2 separate regions of the Sus scrofa genome follow, and region 1 is linked to region 2. Evidence: chromatin contacts called from public Hi-C data. All regions are on one chromosome and are shown on one strand. Each heading gives the region's core, a stretch centred on a gene start, on an enhancer-like site or on the middle of the called end of the contact. The rest is flanking DNA. Distances are from core to core; before and after follow the strand shown.

Region 1 (6,573 bases), core at 1,895-4,394, 38 kb after region 2:
TTGCCTGGCATTTAATACTTGCAAATTACTGTTCCATATATTTGGTTGACTTTTTAAACTGTTTCAGGCAGAAGGGTAAATTTCTTCCATCTTGGCTGGAAGCAGAAGCCTAATAAATTATTTTTATTATAATGTTAGGTAAATTAACATTGAAAAGTTGTAAACCCCTTATACATATAACCTTTCTAACTGCTACACCTGCAGAATATGGAAGGTCCCAGTCTAGGGTCCAACTGGAGCTGTAGCTGCTGGCCTACGCCACAGCCAAGGCCATGCCAGACTGGAGCCGTGTCTGCAACCTACGCATCAGCTCATCAAATCCGCATCCTCATGGATACTAGGCAGGTACATAACCTGCTGAACCACAACAGGAACTCTTACATATAACTCTTATACAATTAAAAAGTTTTAAAATGTTATAAATTAATTACAATCAAATCCAAGAGAGAATTAATAGCAGTCATTCAAATTAATAACATTAGTTTATGATGCGATTTGGTTTAAGCAAGGCATAACATTAATTGTTCAAATATATGTTGGCTTTACTTTGGCTGTGGTGACTCGCTTTTCCCATCAGTTCTCTGTACTTTAAAAAAAAATTTATGGAGTTCCCGTCGTGGTGCAGTGGTTAACAAATCCGACTAAGAACCATGCAGTTGCAGGTTCGGTCCCTGCCCTTGCTCAGTGGGTTAACGATCCGGCATTGCCGTGAGCTGTGGTGTAGGCTGCAGTCATGGCACAGATCCCGTGTTGCTGTGGCTCTGGCACAGGCTGGTGGCTGCAGCTCCGATTCAACCCCTAGCCTGGGAACCTCCATATGCTGTGGGAGCGGCCCTAGAAATGGCAAAAAGACAAAAAAAAAAAAAAATTTATTATAGCTGATTTACAGTGTTCTGAGCTCTCTGTATTTCAATCACTGAAAAATATTCATCTGTTCAATACACCATGACATCATTCAGCCTCTACTTTGTTCAGATGTTTCACTTATATGTTAAGTCTACCCCTGTTCCTTTTGGTGCCTGTGCAATTATATGTGGAACTGTGAATACTGAAATTTTGAAGCAGTATTTAGCCACAGAGTGGGTACCCAGATGATCCTGAATATGCTTATATTTTATAATATGAATATGATTAATATATTAAGTAATCATTTAATTGAAAAAAAATAAATTCTTGTATAAAACATCCATTTGATATACACTGTTTCAATGCGAGACAATGAAACTTTTTTTTTTTTTTTGTCTTTTTGCTGTTTCTTGGGCCGCTCCGGCGGCATATGGAGGCTCCCAGGCTAGGGGTCCAATTGGAGCTGTAACCACCGGCCTACACCAGAGCCACAGCAACACAGGATCCAAGCCGCGTCTGCAATCTACACCACAGCTCACAGCAACACCGGATCCTTAACCCACTGAGCAAGGCCAGGTATTAAACCCACAACTTCATGGTTCCTAGTTGGATTCGTTAACCACTGAGCCACGACGGGAACTCCGACAATGAAACTTTTATCAAGTTGGCAGCTACAATGAAAATGCTAAAGATGTATTTGAGCCAAGAGAATTCCTAAGAGATAATCATTTTAAAGACGACTGTTAATGAGAAAAAAACAGTGACTTCAGCTGAGATGAGCTAAGAGACACCTGCAAGAGAAAGGTGGAAATTCTAAGAGAATAAAACACACACACAGAGTAGAAAAGTGTGACAGCTGGTCACCTACAAAGGAGGTAAATAAGAAGAGAAACTGCAAAGGAAGAATCCAAAGAATATCACTATTTGATAGAAAAAGAAATGAGGCAAGGAGAAAATAGATTATCTAGGATCTTTATGAATAATATAAGAGTGACAGAAAAGCACCCTCATTTAGAGCAGGAAAAGAAAAGCTATAAGCAAGCCAAATTAAAGAAGAAAAATCAGGGCAGCTTTTATCAAAAGCCGGGGCATAGATCTAAATCACACACAGGATGGAATCGAGTTCTTTCTGAGGAGGGAAGGTGAGTTTTTCAACCCTGCACAGGACCAGCTTGTCTGCGAAAGTAAGTCGCCGGAGTGCCTCACACAACAGGAATCCTGCAAGACAGCAAAAGGAGAACACTACAAGGTGCTTCCTTTCTACACAGACTTCGGCTTAGTTTCGAGGGCTTGTCTGTGGGGCTCTGCATCTGCTTTGGGTTTCCGGAGTGCTCTCCTGGTTTGACCTATCACTTCTCTATGACCCCTGACTCTCACGAACTTTTTGCTACTGGATGACTTGAGCGGCCCTCCTGATTGCTCTTGTGCTTTATTCCTGGCCTTTTCACTGGCTTCCCTGAACCTGGTATACCTACCGACTCCATTTCTCCTTGATTCAGTGATGTCAGGGTGAGGGAAAGTCCTTCGGGGAACAGAAAGAGCCAGAGTACGGAAGGGGGGAAAGGCCACCAGAGTAACGATACTCCCAAGGGTGAGGTCCTTACGGAGACCTAAGAGCTAGGTGCAATGCCAGGAAGAATATCTGTTCAGTACTTTAAACCTGCAGGTCGGCTTGGCAAGTGTGCATACCTAGGAGATTTAATAACTATGTAAACCAACAGAATGATATGAAGTGCACTTGAGAAAAAAAATCTCAAGGGAGTTTGGGAGTTCCCTTGCGGCACAATGGGTTAAGGGGCTGGCGTCACTGCAGCTTCTTGGGTCAGACACTGCTATGGCATAGGTTCAATCCTTGGCTCAGGAATATCTACATGCCACATGTGCAGCGAAAAAGAAAAAAAAATTAAAAATCAATTATCCATTACCTAGTCTGATGGTAAAGATAAAATGAGAACATTGTCCCTTTAAGTCAAAGAGTTTATGAATAATTCAACTGCGGTAAGGGGTTGCACATACTACATGCTCAATAAATCGTACATTCCAAAAAAAACCAAAAGTGTTTATGCCTCAGAATCCCCACTGTGCAACAGAGGTCATTTGTCCACATAAACCTAGACAGTGCACGCTGGAGTAAAGGGGGGGTGCCAGGAAAGTGAGAGAAAGCGGGGAAAGGCAGGATTCTGGACTCCTGGCCTTTGGTAGGAAAATCTTTCTTTCCCCTTTGTGTTCTCTGGTGCAGAGAGGAGGGAAATGAGTCACATCAGGAGTGACTCATTTAGCTCAAAGGCTCCTTGGGAATTTAACGTCATCCACTCTCATACACCCCACCATGGAGCTGGTAACATCAGAGGCAGTGTGACAAACCTACAGGTTCTCATCACCGGACCCTTTTATGACAAAAAGGCCATGAGGACATTCGCAGTATTTGTCTGATAAGACAGCACTTATGGGGCAGGTACAAAGATAGCCTGTAATTCAGGAGACCCTGAGGCTTCACCATGCAGTCTCATTTCACCTGAAGTAATGACTGCTTTATCTATCATTATTCTACTTAGGAATATACTGATGACTAAAAAATGTTCTGCCCCAGGAAGCAGAATTATTTTAATGATGTTTATCTCAATATTGTGATTTTTTTTTTATGTTTTGTACAAGTATCTGAATGTTTTCACTTAGTTTATAATAAAAATAGGATCCTAATAAAACATACAAAGAATTTTAGAGCTGGAAAGAATATCAGATTCCAGTCCTCTTTATTTTATAAACAAACTGAGCTCTACAATGATTAAGTATTTCAACAGAAGTCACACTCTGTAAAAGCTTAAGAATACTTTTCCCATGAAAAATTCAAGGCTCCCAGGGCTTAGTTAATTCACCTAAAGTCAACAACTAATAAATGATGAAGTTAGTATTCAAACGGATGTCTCCTCTGGCTTCGGAGGCAGCTGTGATAGGGTTCTAAAAGAGCAATCTGATACCAGCACCCATTATGTGGTGTAGCCTTTGTCTTGCAGACAGAGACTGTTCTGCATACCTAGATGGGTAATGTGAGTGCAGTGACGCGCCACATTCTGAATCAGTGCTAAGCAAGGGCAAAAAGGATTCTGGGTTGTCCTTCTACTTGGGTTTCTGGAATCTGATACTACTGTAAACAAAATAACAACTTGCACTTGTTTTTCCCCCAGAGTCTTAACTGAATTCTTTCTAGCTTTTCCCCAGCCCTGGAGCCTCCAGGAGTAGTTCCATCTCAACAGGGGTCACCCACGTGGGCTCCTTTTGAAAATATACAGATTCCTGTGTCCCACTCAGAATTAATATTTCCAGGTAGGAGCGGTGGACTGGGAGTTTTCATCTTTATAAGCCTCCGGAGGCTTATAAACACTGAAGTTTGAGAACCACTGAGATTACACAGAAATGTCATTGAGATTGCAACAGTCTTTGCCTGAAAATAACAGAACTGAAATTATGATTAAAATAGAGTAGCCAAGTAATTCTTCCTTAGTCAGGAAACTGAACTTTTTTAGGAGTGTAGTTTAAAAACTATGTTCAATTACCTTCATGATTTAATGTATTCCAGATACATGATAATGTGGAAAATAGAGGAAAATGGAAAGAAATAGCAATTCCCATTAGACAGCTACTTTTAACATTTTGATATATACCTTCCTACATTTTTTCCCAAGAAAGCTGCCTTTGCCTAACATAAGGATGACTTAGAAATACGTGCCTTAGAAGTAACATTGGGTCAAACCTGCGTTAGTACAAGCAGTCACACTGACAGAAGCACTGTACTCAGGGAAGGCAAATCTATACCCTCAGGTTCTTTCCAGGGAGGACACCTGCTGCCTCCTCCATGGTGACCAACCTGCCATGAGGTATTCTTCCCGTCTTGTTGAGGGAAAAGTGCTATGTAGAGGGGCCAGCGCCAGTCTCTGCTGTGGGCAGGCCAGGCGCTCAGCAGTAAGAACACCCAGATCAGCCTGGGAGAGGGAGGGCCGTGCTGCTGGGCCTGCACAGGCCCCCTCACTCCCACCACTGTGGCCGCTGAGCAAGCATGAAGGTAACTGCAGAGGAGGCTGACTGGCAAACCACAGAGCAGTTTACTTCTGTCCACTTGTTTACTGCAAGTATCCTCTACATGGATGCCTTCTGCGGTGTTGTGAGATGTACATTTTTTTCAAACTCTATGTTCATTCTGCAAGTTTCACCCACATACCTCTTCCCCATCTTCTGTCACCAATCTGACAAAACTGCTTTTCTTTTTCTTTACTTTTCTTTCTTTCTTCTTTTTTTTTTCCTTTGCTTTTTAGGGCCGCACCTGTGGCATATGGAGGTTTCCAGGCTAGGGGTTGAATCAGAGCTGCAGCTGCCGGCCTATGCCACAGCCAGAGCCATGAGATCTGAGCCTCGCCTGCGACCTATACCAAAGCTCACAGCAACGCTGGATCCTTAACCCACTGATTGAGGCCAGGGATTAAACCCGTGTCCTCATAATTCCAAGTAATTCTTCCTTAGTCAGGAAACTGAACTAAGCCACAAAAGGAACTCCCCAAACTGTTTTTCTTTCAAGTCCCCAACTTTCAGACAAACTGCCAGTCACTGCCTATGAATCAGCAAATTTGCACTCTGACCATCTCTCAATCCAGACAGAGTGGACAAAATGCTCAAGGTTCTACTCACTGAGAGGATTTTTCATCACAACCACCTCACAGGCCCATCCCTGGGCATGGCTGTAATGCTGCAGCCATCTTCCAGGCGGTGCCAACACACTGGGAAAACCATCGACGAACTAGGCCGTGGCTTTTTCTTCCTCAGTCAGATACTTATGACTTCAGGAGTTGCTTCCACTTAATCTTACTCACATCATTTCCACCTCATGTTGGATTGCTGATACCTTCAACCGATCTAATATCTTGGTGGATGAGAAAACATCCAGTTCATCAGGGGATACTCAAGTCATCTGGTCTCTAGATGTCCCAGATCAAAGTTTGTCTCTATCAGGATCCAGGAGCAAACCAAGAGCTGTTTCTGAAAAGAAGAGCTACCTATTCCAAAATCCACTAGGTCTGTGCTTCTGTTGTAGCCAGCCTCTAAAATGGTTCCCAATGATCCCCACTCCTGCTGCTCAAGCCTTGAGTCATCTCACCCCCTTGGGTATGAACTGGACTAGTGCTTCCTCCTAGTTAACAGAATAAGGCAGAAATAATGGAATATCACTTGCGATTAAGTTATAAAGACTGGTTTCCACTTTGGGCTCTCTCTCTTAGCTGCCTTGCTGTGAGAAGCCCTACAAAAGGGCGAGTTTATCAGCCTGGAAGGAACTGAATACAGCCTGCCAACAACTATGAGTGAGGTAGGAAGTGGATTCTTCAAGCCCATTCAAGGCTAGAGATGACTGTAGCTCCACCCAGTGGGACTCCACTGCAACTTCAAGAGATGCCATGAGCCAGCACCACCCAGCTAAGCTGGTCCTGTATTCTTGACCAACAGAAACTGTGAAATGTTTGTTGTTTTAAGCTGCTAGGTTGTGAAGCAACCTGTTATGCAACAACAGATAAATAAAAAGACTATCTGCGGACTTACGTTTGTTCTACACAATACTGGTTCTGACCAAAGAATTCATTTCTCAGCTAAAAAAAGGTGCCAGTGAGCTTATGCCCACGGAGTTTACAGGTCTTGTTACTTGAATGAAAAATATTGCCTGCCATATCAGTAAACAAAGGACAT
Region 2 (6,221 bases), core at 1,074-3,573:
TAGAATATACTGGACTACTCAGACACCAGCTCTTTTAATAAGAGGACACAAACAAGTTAATTCAGCCTTCTTATTCCTTATTACATGTTGCTTTTATTGAATAGAGATTTAGCTCTCTTTTAATTAAATTTGTACTATACTACATAATGTCTTTTCCCTGTGGTTCAAAGGTTACTACACTATAGGATATCTTTTTCCTGTAGCTCAACAGTCTTTCACAGAAAACAGTTCCCTACTTGTATCTTACACTCTCAAATCCTAATCCCACAGAGGCAAAGAAACCAAAGAAAGTAAATTAGCAGTCCTAATACCACTTCCTCAAAGGCAAAAAATATAATACTCTGAAGCTTGGGGCACTCAAATAAAACAACTGAATAATTTAGCCCACAAGTAAAATCCTACTCATAGATGGGACTTGGATACAGCTACCTCCAGCTAAGTGCGCCCCACTTTCCAAATATGAGCTGCACGAACAAAAACATCCTGGGATACAACAGAAGCCTTGTGAACTGCAAAGTTGAAGCACCTGTAAGACACACACTGCCCTATACTCAGCAGGTGCTCCATAAATACTCCATGACTGATTGCACAAGCCAATGACACAATCTGGCAGGGACAGAGGGTGCGTCTCCCGGTCCTGCTCTGGGGAGCGTTAGGAATCTACACTTGCAGTCTGTTGTGGTGGTAGGAAGAATTAACATAGACAGAGGTCTAAAAGGAACAGGGTGATGACAGGTTCAAATTATGTTAATTTTCCGTGCACCTCTCCCCAAGCATCTGAGCCTAAAAATGTGGTATTGTTACCTGCACCACTGGGGGAAGGTGAATGAAACTGCCATGAAGGTGTATAGTGTTTCCAAGGCAAAGAGCCCACAAGCTAAATGGTTGAGGAAAAAAAAGGAAGAAACTTACTTTTCATAGACCAGCTCCTCATCGATGGAGAAATAGTGGGTATTTACTGTACTTTTTGGTCTATTCCTTAAAGTAGCAAAATATAACCGATCTGAAAGACAAGTTTAAAAGACAGGACAAAACATGAGAAGCAGGGAAGCTGGGGGGCGGGTGCTAATACACCAGGATCAAAATAACTGCTAGCCATTATTTAAAGACCCCATTAACACGTGGGATTCTTGCAGAAACCTGATCTCTCCCAGAAAACGAGAGACCCCAGAGCACACACGTTAGAGGAGAGAGAAGAGGATCTGACTGAGGGACTACTTGGGGGGCAGAGCTCCCACATCCCTCTTGTTTCAGGCCAACGGGAGCAGGTAGAAGCTGAGGGTACCCGTAGAACTGGAGGTGCAAGTTGGGTTCAGAAATCTCCAGACCTCGGCAGCTGCGGAAGGAGAAGAGAGAGGCGAGCCTCTCCTCTGCAGCTCCGGAGACTTCAAGAAGAGGAAGGGAGGAGGGACAAGGGAGGTGTGGTTGGAGGTGTCCCGAAAACTGAGCCCAGCAATAGGGGGATAAATGCAACGGAAAGGATCCCCCGGAGCAGAATCCCCACGAGCCGCTGCACGCAGGAGCCCGGCAGAGGCCGGCGCTGTCCCATTCCCGGGCGGGGGAGGCCTTCCGAGGGTGCTGCAGAGGGAACCAGGGACGCAAGAAAGACAGAGAAGCCGGAAGCTGAGGGTCCTCGGGGAGAGGATAGAACCGGGAGGGGACAAGAGCGCGCGCGGCAACTGCTGTACCCTGGGGGCCCCAGGAGAAGCTGGGGACAGTGGTTGGGACAGAGAGCCGAGAAGTGAAGAGTTGGGGGAGAGGGAGGGGTGGAGGATGCGGGGCAGCTGCTTCTCACCTTTCATGAACTCGCAAGCCCCGATTAGTTCCCCTGACTCCGCTGCCATCTTAAGCGAGATATGCACGGTGGAGGGCTGGGTCGTGGCCAGCTGAGGTCACCCGCCCCCGGGGGCTTCCCCACTGCTCGGGAGCTAGGAAGCTTGCAGTCCTGAACAACGAGCCCGCCAGAGAGAGGGAGCAGGCGCCGAAGGCGGAGGCGGCTAGGGGGTCAGCGCGCCGGGCGCCCCGGGGACATTCCGTGGGGAACCCGAGCACGCTCCAAGCGGGGCGCACACGCCCCGGGCTGTGGCCACTCGGATTCGGACCCGGCTGCTTTCGCTGCTCCGCCGCCGCCGCGCCTGGGAAACGCAGACCAGCTCTCACGGCCGGGCAAAGTCTTCCCCCGGCTCCCAGAGTGATCATGGAGGAGAAGACGTCTGGCCCCGATCGCGCCCGTGGCTACTCTTGCGGCAGCGGGCAGGACTCTGGTGCCCGCCGGCTGGCAGCAGCTGCTCCGGCTCCTCCTTCGCCACCTCCTTTCAGCAGCAACTCTTCCTCCTCCTCCCCCTGGGTCCGCCCCCAGACCTTCCTCCCCGCCCTCCCTCAATCCCCTCCACTTTCACGGCTCCGCGGCCATCCCTTAAAGGGACAGCCCCGCTCCTTTCTCCGCGCTGGCTCCGCGCCCCAGTTACCAGGCGCCCCGCGGGTCACTAAGAGCCGGTTGCTAAGGCTTTGTTGCCGTCCACCAATTGCTGTACGGGAAACGCGGCCCTGGGCCCAGAGGAGCCGGGCGGGGCCTCTAGACCAGAAACTTATGAATGAAACTGTGGATTGGGAGTGGTCGCGGAGGGCGCTGCTGCTGCCTCGCAGGCAAGGATGTGCCCGCGCCCCTTCGCTTTCTGCACCAAGTCTTCTTCCCACTCCTGATTCTTCGTCTTTGTCTCTCTCATTCTTTACCTCTCTCGCCCCACTCACCCTTGTTCTAAACTCTGGCATGCGCGCGCACGCAAACCTCACACTTAAAGATCTCAAGTCTCCAAGCCCCACTTTACCTATATAGTTAATATTTCAACCAACCTCCATCTCCACCACTGATGGATTTCTATCTTTATAAAAATAAAATTAAAAAAGAAGCCCTACCTCCTAGCTTAGAAGAACACCTACTGGTTTCCTCTACACATAGTGGACTCTGAATTAACTTGTGCTTTGTTCTCGTGGGGTAAAGCGTTCCCATCCGGCTCCCCAAGTCCTCTCATTTGGGTCGCCACTGTCGGCGCAAAATCATCACAAATGCCTAACCTTTATAGTGCACTGGTCCCAGGCGGGGGCGGGGCGGAGGAGCAAGGCCAGCCGGGTGTGGGGGGAAGTGGGAGAGGGAGCGAACCCGGGAGAGGGCCTCCACGGGGGAAAGTAACACAAAAGAATTTCTTTACGCAGTCTCAGCCGAAGCGCTGCAGGGAGTGGTTCATCTCAAAGAAGCCCTTGACTTGTTTCTGCGAGGCCTCTCGCACAGCTTTAACAACTATCGCTGGGTGTCCTACCGGCGTGCCTAATTAGAGGGCAGTCCCTTCCATATGAAAATGGCGCTACAGACCCATCATCGGAAGAGCATGCGCTCTCAGTGGAGTCTCCAGCAACAGAACAGGATTGTGCCAGCCTTCCGTTTCGCAGTCACTTGTTTACCTCTTGGAGGGAGGGGGCGCGCAAGAGTCGACCGCCTGAAGCCGCGCTCTGACGCCGCCGAGTAAAGTTCAACCCTCTGGTCTTAGCCTGCTAGACTATCCAGAAAGCTAAACCTCCACAGAAAATGATGAATGAATATCATTTAGATATTCCGAAAAAAATATGCGGAACATCTCAGTGATTCTAATCAAACAAACCTATGTAAGGTAGTTAAAAGAAAAACCTATCCTAACACCCAAAGCTTTAAACGCTAAGGCAAGAACCACATAAACTTAAAGCTGGAAGAATCACTGAAGACGACCTCCTGCCATCATCCCCTAAATCTTCCCACGAGAAAAAGAATATCTCAAGACAGTTTTTAAAACCGTGTAAGTCGTCAAAAGATGAGTTGTAGTAAGTGTTCCACTCTGAGATGCAGCCCCCAGCCACAGCCAACAAATTCTAAAGAACCAAGCTCTGCTAAATGTGTTGTCCATATTCAACGATTAGTTGAATTTTGCGTTATATTCCCCCAAAGCCTTGTGTCAACAAGCATGTTGGCCAATTCATACTTTGTTGAAAAGTTCTACGATTTTATATGTGAAACTTACGGAAAAGCAAAATATATGAACGTCTAAATAAACTTGCCCACTTTGCTTAGAAAGCTAAATTAATTCAATAATGGCACTCTATTTCCAAATTTGATGATTAAAATTCATGTAGAATCTAAATTCACTTTTAAAAGTTCCTAACAACCTTTCATCCTAGTGTTGTGTTAGAAAAATTGCATCCAAAAAAAAGTCATTCAACACAAACTTTTAATTTTACTAAGTAGTCTAATGAAAAGACCGCTAATTCTACATTTTCAGAGAAGGCAGATTTAATCAAACACCTCTTGTTATTTTCCAAAATAAATTTACAAAAACATTTTCTTTCATATAATACTGCTTAGAAATTTTGGTCATGAGAAGTGAATTATCACATGAAATAATATGTCTTTAAAATTAAGAACTCAAAAAAGTTTCTTTTTCCTCAGCATATTTGTAATAGTAGTATAATGAAATTTGTGAAGTTAATAAGATTCTTTTTTTAAGTTGCAAGAAAGGAAAATAAGCGGTTGTCGGTATAATCAAATCTCTCTAAACCAAAATTTGCACAATCTAAATGATATTCTTTAAAAAGTCTACAAGGAAAACTGAACAAGGGAACGCACGAACACATGTCAAGGTTCTAATGAGATCATAAAACACTTTATTCTCTCTCTCATGCAGGCAAAGTTCCTACTGGTTGTAGTTTCATAATAAAGGCATGATTTCATAGTCTGTGGAGAAAGATAAGGGAAGAAACTTCTTTCCAGTCACCCAACTCAGTGTAATTTTTAGGAACTGACTTTTAAACAATAAAGAACAATGTTTCACACATAAATGAAATACCTCAGATATCACTCACCTTCAGAATGGGAAGGGAATCTCATACATAGGAATGCAGCTAAGGATAGAACTGTCCCAAGTGGGAAAACAATATTTATTCTAACTCTGCAAATATAGCTTGAGTCCTGCCCCCTATGCCCTGAGAGGCAGTCTGCAGAGCTGGAAAACTCCCGGCTGGAGGCAGCTCCAAAATATGTTGCCACCTTCTGGTTCTAATTCTGCGCCCTGCGGCTGCACTGAACACCCCGACTGCTCTTGGTCACGACAAGTCTTCAAAAACGCAGAGGCAGCTCCTTTGGACCATTTCTCCCCCTTAGTCTTCCCCCGATTAAAATCCCCTTTTCTTCAAAATTTCTTACATGACGTGACTTCTAGTCCCCTTGCGATCCAGTAACTTCCCTTTTCCAAGCTTTCTATATCCCACACAGAGTGCTTACTGGAACTGAATGCAGGCCAGTGGTGACTGGGTGGGACTAGTTCTGTGATCTGGAAAAAAAGCACTAATGCAGATTCGGATGGGAACAAAAGCAATGAAAAACATAAAAGAACTAAGTTTTATGATTTACCTGCAAAAAAAAAAAAAAGAAGAAGAAAAAATATTCTCATGTTGGAAGAGGGGAAAGAAAAAGTTGCTGAGGATAGTCAGAGGCCTAACAGGTGTGATATTTACATATTCCCTTCTTTTACTATTATCCTTTCTCAGAATATCTGATTTGAACATGCTCTTTTAGTTGCTTGTTCAGTCATGATGATGTTACCTAAGTAAATAAAAGAAAAATATACAATACATACCTTGAATTCTTTCTAAAAATTGATTTTCAGTTTAACTATGAACCCAGGGGCAATAGAAACTTATGATGCTGAGTAATTTGAAATTCAAAGTAATTTGAATTGTTTAAATATTTTGATAAATTATTTATCTCATGCCAAAAACAATATAAAGCAGCTTTCAGTAAAATACATGTACCAAAAAAGTTATTACAGTACAACCAGAATACTAAAAATTTGTAGACAATGTGGCTGCCCACAGAGGCTAAGCCCTTGGCCTGACCCAGCCATATTCTGCATCATGCTCATTCTATTTAAGGAGTTCGGCCCAGAGTCAAAGAGAGTAAAAACCAGAAGGAACTGAAAGATCAGCTAGTCCATTTTTCAAACAGACTCCATGGAGACTAAGGTAGCAGAGGTTCCCTCTGGAGATGAAGGTGGGGAGGAAAGGATGAACAGGCAGGGCTTCTGTAAAATCTTTGTAAAAGATTGTGTGGCAAAATACAGGACAGAAAGGAGACGAAGCTGAGGTGTACAATAGGTAATCAGTTTTCCAAAGTCACGCTGATTGGTGGTAGAATTAAG

What was found. Hi-C and Micro-C count contacts between places; a contact is called where the count stands out from the background.
Region 1: a contact with region 2 is called in a Hi-C map of embryonic fibroblasts, with 2.0 times the contacts expected there. The contact joins the enhancer-like site here to the promoter of CDC14A in region 2. A contact is called at or near these places in 1 of 5 promoter capture datasets (liver), 7 of 47 Hi-C or Micro-C datasets (embryonic fibroblasts, epiblast stem cells, fibroblasts and 1 more) and 2 of 2 datasets of contacts at active chromatin or transcription factors (alveolar macrophages and skeletal muscle).

What each region holds. Positions count from the first base shown.
Region 1 is chr4:117,839,122-117,845,694 of Sscrofa11.1, forward strand. No RefSeq gene overlaps it. Among named protein-coding and RNA genes, the nearest start is that of RTCA, 33 kb to the right of the region's middle. Within about 2 kb of position 3,145, at least 24 of the 83 cell types and tissues checked have an H3K27ac peak or open chromatin away from gene starts, as enhancers often do. A contact at or near this core is called in alveolar macrophages, embryonic fibroblasts and epiblast stem cells, where this site is marked.
Region 2 is chr4:117,802,245-117,808,465 of Sscrofa11.1, forward strand. CDC14A (dual specificity protein phosphatase CDC14A) reads right to left here and starts at 2,324. Exons shown (of 16, transcript XR_002343573.1): 1 at 1,796-2,324; 2 at 913-1,003.